Linked DNA regions of Mus musculus: regions 1 and 3 are each linked to region 2. The links are chromatin contacts, called in public Hi-C maps. All regions are on one chromosome and are shown on one strand. The core of a region is the stretch at or near the end of the contact, and the rest is flanking DNA. Distances in the headings are between cores, read along the strand shown. Region 1 has its middle 62 kb from the start of Spats2l. Region 2 has its middle 14 kb from the start of Gm22371. Region 3 overlaps Spats2l (spermatogenesis associated, serine-rich 2-like).

Region 1 (2,950 bases), core at 90-2,589, 280 kb before region 2:
CAGTTTCAGCAGAACAAATGTCAGTTTCTGGTAGAGGCTGCCCTCTCAGCCACTGCCATAAACCACCTAGGAAGTATATGTGTGTGTGTGTGTGGGGGGGGTTTACACTTCCAGATGCCTCTGTTTATTATGCATGAACCCAAGTAACCCTGGACCATCCTTAGAAAGAGGCTGCTGTGGAAAGTACGAGACATGAAGCATACAGAAAGCTGGTGGATGGATGTTAACAGAGCTGAGTATCAACCCCTCTCCTCCTCAGACACATACAATAACACCCCCCACCTCACCCCACCCACACCCACAGAGAGAGAGAGAAGGTTATCATCTATCCATCCATCCTATGTATCATTTATCGAATCTGTTGTTATCAACTATCTTTCATAGTTATCAACTATGTTATCAAATTTCTTGGGAAGAATAGTCTTTCATTCCACTTTTAGTTTTTTTTCATATTTTTTACTAGATATTTTCTTCATTTACATTTCAAATGCTATCCCAAAAGTCCCCTATACCCTCCCCCTGCCCTGCTCCCATTCCCACTCACTCCCACTTCTTGGCCCCGGCGTTCCCCTGTACTGGGGCATATAAAGTTTGCAAGACCAAGGGGCCTCTCTTCCCAATGACGGCCGACTAGGCCATCTTCTGCTACATATGCAGCTAGAGACACAAGCTCTGGGGGTACTAGTTAGTTCATATTGTTGTTCCACCTATAGGGTTGCAGACCCCTTCAGCTCCTTGGGAACTTTCTCAAGCTCCTCCATTGGGGGCCCTGTGTTTCATCCTATAGATGACTGTGAGCATCCACTTCTGTATTTGCCAGGCACTGGCAAAGCCTCACAGGAGACAGCTATAACAGGGTCCTTTCAGCAAAATCTTGTTGGCATGTTCAATAGTGTCTGCGTTTGGTGGCTGATTATGGGATGGACCCCCAGGTGGGACAGTCTCTGGATGGTCCATCCTTTTGTCTTAGCTCCAAACTTTGTCTCTGCAACTCCTTCCATGGATATTTTATTCCCTATTCTAGGGAGGAAGTTGTTGCTCTTCATATGAAGACCTGGTGATAACAAATAACAATACTTTATAGTGTTTTGTATTTAGCAAAATGAATGTAGGCATGCACACACACACACACACACACACACACACACACACACACACACACACACGTGTTCTCACTAGGTGAGAACCTGATATTAGTTCATAGCTCATCTCCTTTAAAATAGTTTCCAGCATACTTTGTAGAATTCTTCCTGAGACTTAAGGCCGACAACAAAGCAATGAAGAGTTTGGAAGGCAGCTGAGTCTTAATTGTGTAAACATTGCTTTTCCTCCCCCAGGGCCACTGCACTCAGCAATGCGTAGTTTCCCATGTAACTCAAACGGGTCCGTGGAAAGCTGACCCTGTAGGAATGTCCCTGGGCCCACTCTGCCTCACTTCTTCATAGTCTTGCCCAGGGATTGGCTGCAGTCCTAGGTAGGAGAGATTCCTTTCCCTGTCTTCTTCCTTTTATCCAGCTCTGTCCTGAAATTCCAAGTAACCATGGTATACGTAAGTGTGTGTGTGTATGTGTGTGTGTGTTGGAGGGGGTGGAGTTGAAGGAGAGGTGAGAGACTGTACCTCAGGGAACTGGGAAATGATGACATTTAATATAGTGAGAGCCCAGTAAAGTGTGTGTGTGTGTGTGTGTGTGTGTGTGTGTGTGTGTGTGTGTAAGAGATTATTCAATATTCTGTACCCTGTTACTATTCAAAGAAAGTTGCATGAGGTTAATATTCTCCCCAGTGACAAATTCTGAGAGCCGACAATTTCCCCCTCCACTTTACCAAGAGTGACTGGGTTTTCCATTTGGATAAAGCTTCATGCGTTTCTCATCTGCCAGCTGAAAATTGCAAACAGGAAAATTCTGTTCACTGGAGCAGGGGAGTAGTTTCAGTTGATCAAAATAGTTATAGAGTCTGATGGTTTCTGCTTTAAACTTTAAGAGTCAAAGACACATTTGTGTAAAAAGAGACGGCTCATTCTTCTGCTTGGCTTTGTGCTATTGACTCTTGATAAATGGGTGGCAAGCAGATAGGATTCTCCAGCAGCAATATTTTAATGAACCATGATGCTTATATTCTGACCTCATTCAATCTTATGGAAAGTTGTCTTTAATGATCGTGGATTTTGACCAGTTGTGACTATGTTCCGTCGACATTTACTTAGAATGGAGTGGGTCCACGTCTTGGTCTTGGGGACACCAGTGTGGGAAAGATGTAACAGCTGCAATTGTGCCACTGACAAACAGTTGGATTGTGGTTTTCTGTGATACTGCCTTTGATATTACATATCTTCACAAGGGAAATTTAATGTGATACAATGCAGAAATGGAAATTTGCTAACTAATCCCCCACCCCCGGAGTAAAAAAAGAAGTCTCCCCAAAGGCAGGCTAGATCCTGTTTTGATACAGGTGTGTAACTTATTAAATCTTTTGCTCAAATTCAGTAATGCATTTATATAGAGAATAACTTTTGAAGTTCACAGGTGTGGAAATCTAGCCAGCTTGGTATGTGACTCTGTGGTCCAGTACTTCCTTAGAATACACAAGCCCCTGGGTTTGACAAAGAGCACTGAAAATCTACACAACAAACAAACACAAAATAAGTTCCTAAACCTTTATTATTTGATGGGTAAGGGCCAGACTAAGAACCCTGATTTTATCAACCAGGTAACAGCAAGGAAAGTATGTAGACAGAAAGTGACCTAGATAATTATTTGGATTGCTTCACTTTTAAAGGTTCCCTGGAGGATAAACTAGGGTAATATCTTGTCCAGAGCTGTTTAGATTTTTGGATTCCTTGATCATTTACCACCATCTGAAACAAATTAAGAAACCATGAAGAGAGCCTGGAGCCTGCAGTGGTGCATCCCAGAGAAACGCAGAGAGCTTTCTCGTCAGAGATTCTGAG
Region 2 (3,037 bases), core at 14-2,513:
GAATTAAATGTTGGCAGTGGAGGATGGCTCAGTGGTTAAGAGTATTTGCTGCTCTTGCAGAGAACCTGAGATTGCTTCTCAGCACCCACATTGGGGCTCAACACCTGTAGTTCCAGATCCAGGGAATCTGACACTTGCTTCGGACATCTGGAGACCTCCTTCATATACGTGGTAAACACAAATGCACTTGAGCACATACTCACAAAAATAAATAAATGTTGTAACAGAAACACCATCAAAACTGTCTCCAGAAATTGTGCAAGAGCTCCCGGAGGTCCAAGGATGTCTGATAAAGAGCCATCAGTGTAAAGGAACACTTAGCATCTTCTGGTGGCTTTTGGGGCTCTTAAGAATCACATGTAAAAACGTTATCGTTTTACAGGGTGCATTTATTTGCTATGGGGAGCAGTGCAAAGTACCTAAAGGCCCAATGTGTAATCAATCTAACTTTGGCTTCAGAAATAGACAAAAGAGCTACAGGATGAAGCCTGGAGCTCACAGAAGAATGCCCAGAGAAGAACGAGGAAAATTAAATATGACCAGATAAAATAATTCATGCACCATTGGCAGAATTTAATTATAGGTAACTACGGTCTATGAATGAGAATCAAAAATGTGCCAAAGGCAGGCCATGCAATGATGGCTGAAATGATGCCCCCCGTGGACAAGTGGACTGGCTTGTAAACCAGACTTGCTGGGCGCGTAGGGCAAGAGCTGCATCTTGCCATGGTCCTAATCAATAAACCAGGCTGGGTAAGCTGAGGAGAAACTGCTGCTCACCTGATGGTAACACTGGCCCATGGCACTGGGCACCAGGGCTTTATAAATCATCTTGACATCCATCCAAGCACTAGAAAACCCAAACTGAGGTGTCGAATCTCAGGTCTTGGAAGGATGTGACAAGTGCTCAGATAAACGGAGCAGAGAGAAAAAAAAAAATAGGAATGAGGCAGAAGTGAGATGTTCCCTTCCCATATGAAGCAAGTAATGAAACTGTACTGCAGGGGTGCAAATTTGGACACTGGGAAGGCATCGGAACAGTTAAGCAAATCAGCCTAGGCAACTTGGAATGGAAAAATGATTACAGTACGGAGCTCTCCCAAGGAAAACAGGAAACACGCTGGAAAGCACAAAGCCTTTCTCAAGCAGACAATCCCACATGGAAGTGGAAACTTGAAAGGAGATTCAGTGCTACAAACACTCCGTAACCACATAACAGCTGCCTGATGCAGAGCAGGACTCTGTGAATATGTCTTTGAAATTATCAGCGGCAGCAGCTGAATAGGACCGGCGCTGTGAAGTCTCCTACTCTGTAAAGAGAGAGGCTTTTACAAGAGAGCTGGGAGACCACAGACTTCATGATTTCAGCAGCAGGGGAAAAGCGTTTTGAAGCTCTAAGCCACAGCTTGAACGTAAGAATCTCTAAGGAAGTTATGTTTAATTACAAAGAAATCACTTTTTTTTTTTTCCCAGTGCGGGGAAACCATCCCGCAAACCTGTGAGGTTAAACTGCAAAGGAAAATGTTAACGGATGGAGCAGCCGAGCCAAACAATTTAAACCCCTTTCTGGAAAGCGTTTGACACTGTTCTTCATAAAAACCCTTAATTGGCAAAAATATTTTCTGGCATTTAGAAGGCAAGCTATTTTAACTACAATGAGAAAAAGAATCCCACAAACCAGTTTTGAGATAGGCTATCAAGTTACCGTCAATATTCGGGGTGGGACGGGAAGAACACTGAGGCTCACTTGAAATACGTTGCACAGCTCTGATAAAAGATATAAACACGGAGAGGGCGGGGCCAGGAGCAGTCACGTGATACAGAGACTGGCGAAGACTTAACTTTGCCTTAGCATGTATCTTGCAAAATCAGCAACTGTGCTTCACTTGGTCAGCAAAGAAGGGAGTTTATGAGAGGATATCATTGAGACCTTAAGAAAAATTCTAAGGGGATTACAGATGATAAGGCAGGAAGGCAGCTTGGCTTTGAATGTAAGATCCGGGCCCACATATTCTGTAAACAACAAGCAAAACAGTAAGACTTCCTGTGTGTTGAGGGAGGGTTTGGAGCTTCTGAGGTGGGAAAGGGGGTCTTGAGTAATGCTGTCTGAGAAAGTGGGACGGTGAGTAATGGCCAACTCTGTGCAGAGGAGAAACCGAGAGACACCGTTTATGAATAGGTAGCTGCATTCTTGGCTCCATTTCAGAGAAGTTGTTTAACCATGTTCTAGGATGCAGGAAGTGGCTTATTTCACTGACAGAGCATCTGGATCACATACATTAGGCTTCTTAACTCTCTCTTTGTCTTCTATTTCAAATCCAAACCTCCCTCCAAGGTTTGGTCCAAATCCCATCTCTCTTCTCTGCAAAGTCTTTCCTGGTCCCTCATGTGGTGTGAGATCTTCCAGCACATACTGCCTCTCACATTCATTGGCATTTATTTTTTAACTGTCAAAAAAAGGTCTCCAACTAGAGGGTAAGCAATTTCAGGGCAGAGGCAATGTCTTGTATGCTTTCCTTGATTCCTTGTACCGCATATTTTGGTAAGAGACTTGGAATAAGTTGGGGTGTTAGTTAGTGAAGTGCTTGCAGGTATCTTCTAATGGACTCCATATATCTCATTTTATTAGGGGTTGGCATTCAGTGTAAGTCAGGCAATGGGCTATGTTGTAATGTCATTAGTTATCTTTTATTTTGTGTCTAAAATTAATATAACAAACGTTATACTAAAAGCTAAGAAAATTAGAGAGAGGAGGTGTGAGGCATAGTGTCTTGAGGGGTGAAACAGGAAGAAATTAAGACTAAAGAACTAGGGCCTATTCTAAGACTTGAAAATACTGAAGTTTTCTTTAAAAGACAAAAGACAGTAAAGGGCTAATGTGTGGTAACATACATTACACACACATGTTTTTGTTCATGAGTATGAGTAGGTCATAGGATTCTCTGGAACTGGAGTTAGGGATGGTTGTGAACTGCCATGTGGGTACTGGGTTCCCAAGCCCAGTCCTCTGCAAGAGCAGGAAGTGCTCTTAACCTCA
Region 3 (2,989 bases), core at 308-2,807, 470 kb before region 2:
GGGTTTTAAGTTCTTTAAAATCAAGTTGCAATTAAAATACCACCTCCAACCAACCAACCAACCAACTAATGGACCAACCAAATGAAATAGATTTCTGGGACCACAGAAGTAAGTTTGGGGTGATGCCTTTGTAAGGGATGGCCAAGAAGCCCCAAGGGTATTTAAACTATAGTTTCCATACACAAGAGTTCAGTATAGAAGCAAATATTAACTCATAAATACTGTTTCTCAGTAGATACTAAGTTATTTACAAAGAGAACAATGAGAGACCCAAAGAGCACAGAAAACTCACAATCTCAGCGTTGTGTGCACGTCTAGGCACTGCAGAAGAAGGCGCAAAGGTGTCAAGAAAGGATGAGTGTGTGCACACGGTGACAGGGAGGGTTGGTCACCAACCAAAAGAGGAGAACTGCACTGCACAGTGAACCTCCTGAAGCAGGAAAATGGTCTTGCTTGGCTTCAGCCTCAAATGGCTCAGAGAATGTACACTTCGATAATTTTATGCTATCTGGGCATCCAAGGATCAAATCTGGGAATAAGGGGTCAACTGTTGCTAGGTGATTCTAATACACAGACCTCTCCAGTTACTTCCTGTTAGGAGGCCTCCTCAAGCTCAGGTCCCAGAGAAGAATGTAGTATTTCAAATGTCAAAGAGATGGTATCTGGCTGGCATGTGGTGTGTGATAGTGTATGCAGAAAGGCTTTGCTTAGCTACCAGCGAGGCTTCCGCAGCAGGTAAGGAGGATTTCAGGTGTGTGGGTAAAAGATAAGTTTATCTTAAAATAGCTAGTCCTTCGACTTGGGAATCTCACGACAGAAGTCATCTTTTGATTCAGGTACAGAATCTCTAGAGAGCATTTGACATGTTCAAGGATGTCACTTTGAGTGTGGAACACATCTTCACAATGAGGATGAGGTCGTGCACCGTGAGAGGCCAGGAAGCATCAATGAATAAAAAGAAGAAAAGGGATCTCAGGACACCATGGTAACTGCTTAAGTGGTGTGCCACAGTGAGGATGGATCTCTGACCAGAAGGGAGCCACAGGAAGGGTCCCCTGCTTTGAGGAAGGAAAAGATATGAAGGAGGAAGAAATGAATTGAAGGTCACAGAGAAAGGGGAAGTAGTCAAGGGCTGAGACTCATGTCTCACCTCCAGGTTTAGCCTGGGCTAGACCCAGCCCCTGCTGTGGTTTGAACATGAAAGGTCTACATAGGATCACAAGTCTGAACACTTGGTTCTCCCCTGGTGGCACCATTTTGGGAGGTTGTGAAGATTTGTGGAGGTGGAGCTTTGTGGGAGGAAGTAGGTCATTGGGGAGCAGGTCTTAAGCATTACAACCTAACCTACTTAGGTCAGCTCTTTGCTTCCTGACTGTACATGTAACCTCACCAGCTGCTTTGAGGTCTTCCCACTGTGCCCTTCCCACTATGACAGGAGGCACCCCTTCTTAACTGTGAAGCAAAACAAACTAGTCATTCCTGAAACAGCTTCTTGTGCTATTTGGCCACAGCAATGAGAAAGGTAATGAATACAGCCCTGCTTCAGAAAACCAAACCAAACCAAAAGGCAAGGCATGGGGCCAGTGCTTGCTACAAAACATGTGCTCTGACTGCCCTTTTTTAGTTAGAATAAAACAGCTCAAAATGATTACTCCTTCCATGCCTCAATCTCTTCAAACCTCATTAGCACCCCCACCCACCCTGACTAGCACACACACTACTTTGCTGGCTCCTGACCAGCTTCCATCTTCCTTAAGAGTGCTCTTAATTAGATGTTAAATTGACAATAGCACCTAACAGGATTTTTATAGCTCTATTTTGGGATACTTTCTCTCCCAGCATATGGCAAAAATATTGAGTATTATTATACTTCCTCAATGTTTTTTCAATTTCATGTTTTATTGCTCATTTTAAGCCTTCATAATCAACTTGGACATACATACACTGGGTCTGTGATGAGAAGCTAGACTAGTCTGCACATAAAGCAATTAAATCTGGCAGCTATGGTTGCAAAGAATGAATATTTTCCAGCTGTGGTAGGAGGCCAATTGTACAGAAGAAAAGCCAGCTGTTTCACGTTAGTTTCCTGATGTGACTTTTTATGTTCTTGTTGCCAAGTTTATCTTCTGTTCAGATGTAGTGGGAGAGGATTGTGTCATCTTGGTTACTCGCTTAGATCCCTAATTCTTTCTGCGAAGATGATAATGCCCTACCTATGCCAGTCAGCCACATGTGGCCATGTCCTGGTGAAACACCAGTGCTAATTTTTTTTAGGTACTTAGTGGTTTTCTTCAGTAACTGCATTGAGCAAGTATTCCTCACAGCCTGCTTGGGAAGGATAAGGACCCAGCTCATTTGGCCCTGGTGTGTTCTTAGTTCAGTCTGGAGGATGTACAGCAACCATTTTCTCTTAGCTCCTTAAAAATCCCATTTCCCATGAACCTCATCAAGACTTTTGGTGGAATGTAGTCAAACAGAACTCATGTCCTTATGTTGGCACTGTGGTGGGAAGTGGAAAAGTGAATGTTTTCTTAATGTTTTACATGAGAGGTTCTATTTATTCCCAGAGGACACACAATGGCCCCTTCAGAGTACTTGGGAGCTAGAAGAACTGGGTGATCCACAGGAAGGACCAGAGAGAAGACTTAGGAGTGGGATTCACAGACTCATGCCACTGAGGGTCACGGGAGTTAATTACTGCTTTAGAATGAGCAATGTTTTCAGAAAAGCAGAGGACCTGGCCCGTGTGTTCCAAACCTACAACCTCCTGTGGTTGAGCCCAAGGTTTGCCATTGATGGTGCTAGGCACACAACCCCCTCTATTGCCTATGGTATGTGATTTCACCATCAGTAGGCAAACTTCTTTTAAACAAGTCTTTTGTAGTCTTATATTTTTCATGAGTCATGCAATTCCTAAGATCCATACTTTAGGAAACAAGAGCAAAGCTTTGTTTAAGTTCATCACCACGTTGGCTGAGCTGAAGGTTTA

Evidence for each region. Hi-C and Micro-C count contacts between places; a contact is called where the count stands out from the background.
Region 1: a Hi-C map of uterus shows a contact between it and region 2, with 3 times the contacts expected there. The contact joins two enhancer-like sites. A contact is called at or near these places in 3 of 39 promoter capture datasets (the HPC-7 cell line, embryonic stem cells and stem cell-derived epiblast-like cells), 6 of 484 Hi-C or Micro-C datasets (cerebral cortex, embryonic fibroblasts, embryonic stem cells and 3 more), 4 of 115 datasets of contacts at active chromatin or transcription factors (craniofacial prominence, double positive thymocytes, embryonic fibroblasts and 1 more) and 1 of 9 other capture datasets (embryonic stem cells).
Region 3: a Hi-C map of uterus shows a contact between it and region 2, with 3 times the contacts expected there. The contact joins two enhancer-like sites. A contact is called at or near these places in 16 of 39 promoter capture datasets (the 3T3-L1 cell line, 3T3-L1-derived adipocytes, the C10 cell line and 10 more), 1 of 15 datasets of contacts at CTCF or cohesin (pro-B cells), 4 of 484 Hi-C or Micro-C datasets (the HPC-7 cell line, cortical neurons, embryonic fibroblasts and 1 more), 7 of 115 datasets of contacts at active chromatin or transcription factors (craniofacial prominence, embryonic basal ganglia, embryonic limb bud and 4 more) and 2 of 9 other capture datasets (adipose tissue and embryonic stem cells).

What each region holds. Positions count from the first base shown.
Region 1 is chr1:57,711,735-57,714,684 of GRCm38.p6, reverse strand. No RefSeq gene overlaps it. Among named protein-coding and RNA genes, the nearest start is that of Spats2l, 62 kb to the left of the region's middle. Within about 2 kb of position 1,339, at least 4 of the 459 cell types and tissues checked have an H3K27ac peak or open chromatin away from gene starts, as enhancers often do. A contact at or near this core is called in uterus, where this site is marked.
Region 2 is chr1:57,435,342-57,438,378 of GRCm38.p6, reverse strand. No RefSeq gene overlaps it. Among named protein-coding and RNA genes, the nearest start is that of Gm22371, 14 kb to the right of the region's middle. Within about 2 kb of position 1,263, at least 105 of the 459 cell types and tissues checked have an H3K27ac peak or open chromatin away from gene starts, as enhancers often do. A contact at or near this core is called in embryonic limb bud and uterus, where this site is marked.
Region 3 is chr1:57,905,194-57,908,182 of GRCm38.p6, reverse strand. The region is part of intron 9 of Spats2l (spermatogenesis associated, serine-rich 2-like); the gene reads right to left. Among named protein-coding and RNA genes, the nearest start is that of Kctd18, 63 kb to the left of the region's middle. Within about 2 kb of position 1,557, at least 22 of the 459 cell types and tissues checked have an H3K27ac peak or open chromatin away from gene starts, as enhancers often do. A contact at or near this core is called in embryonic limb bud and uterus, where this site is marked.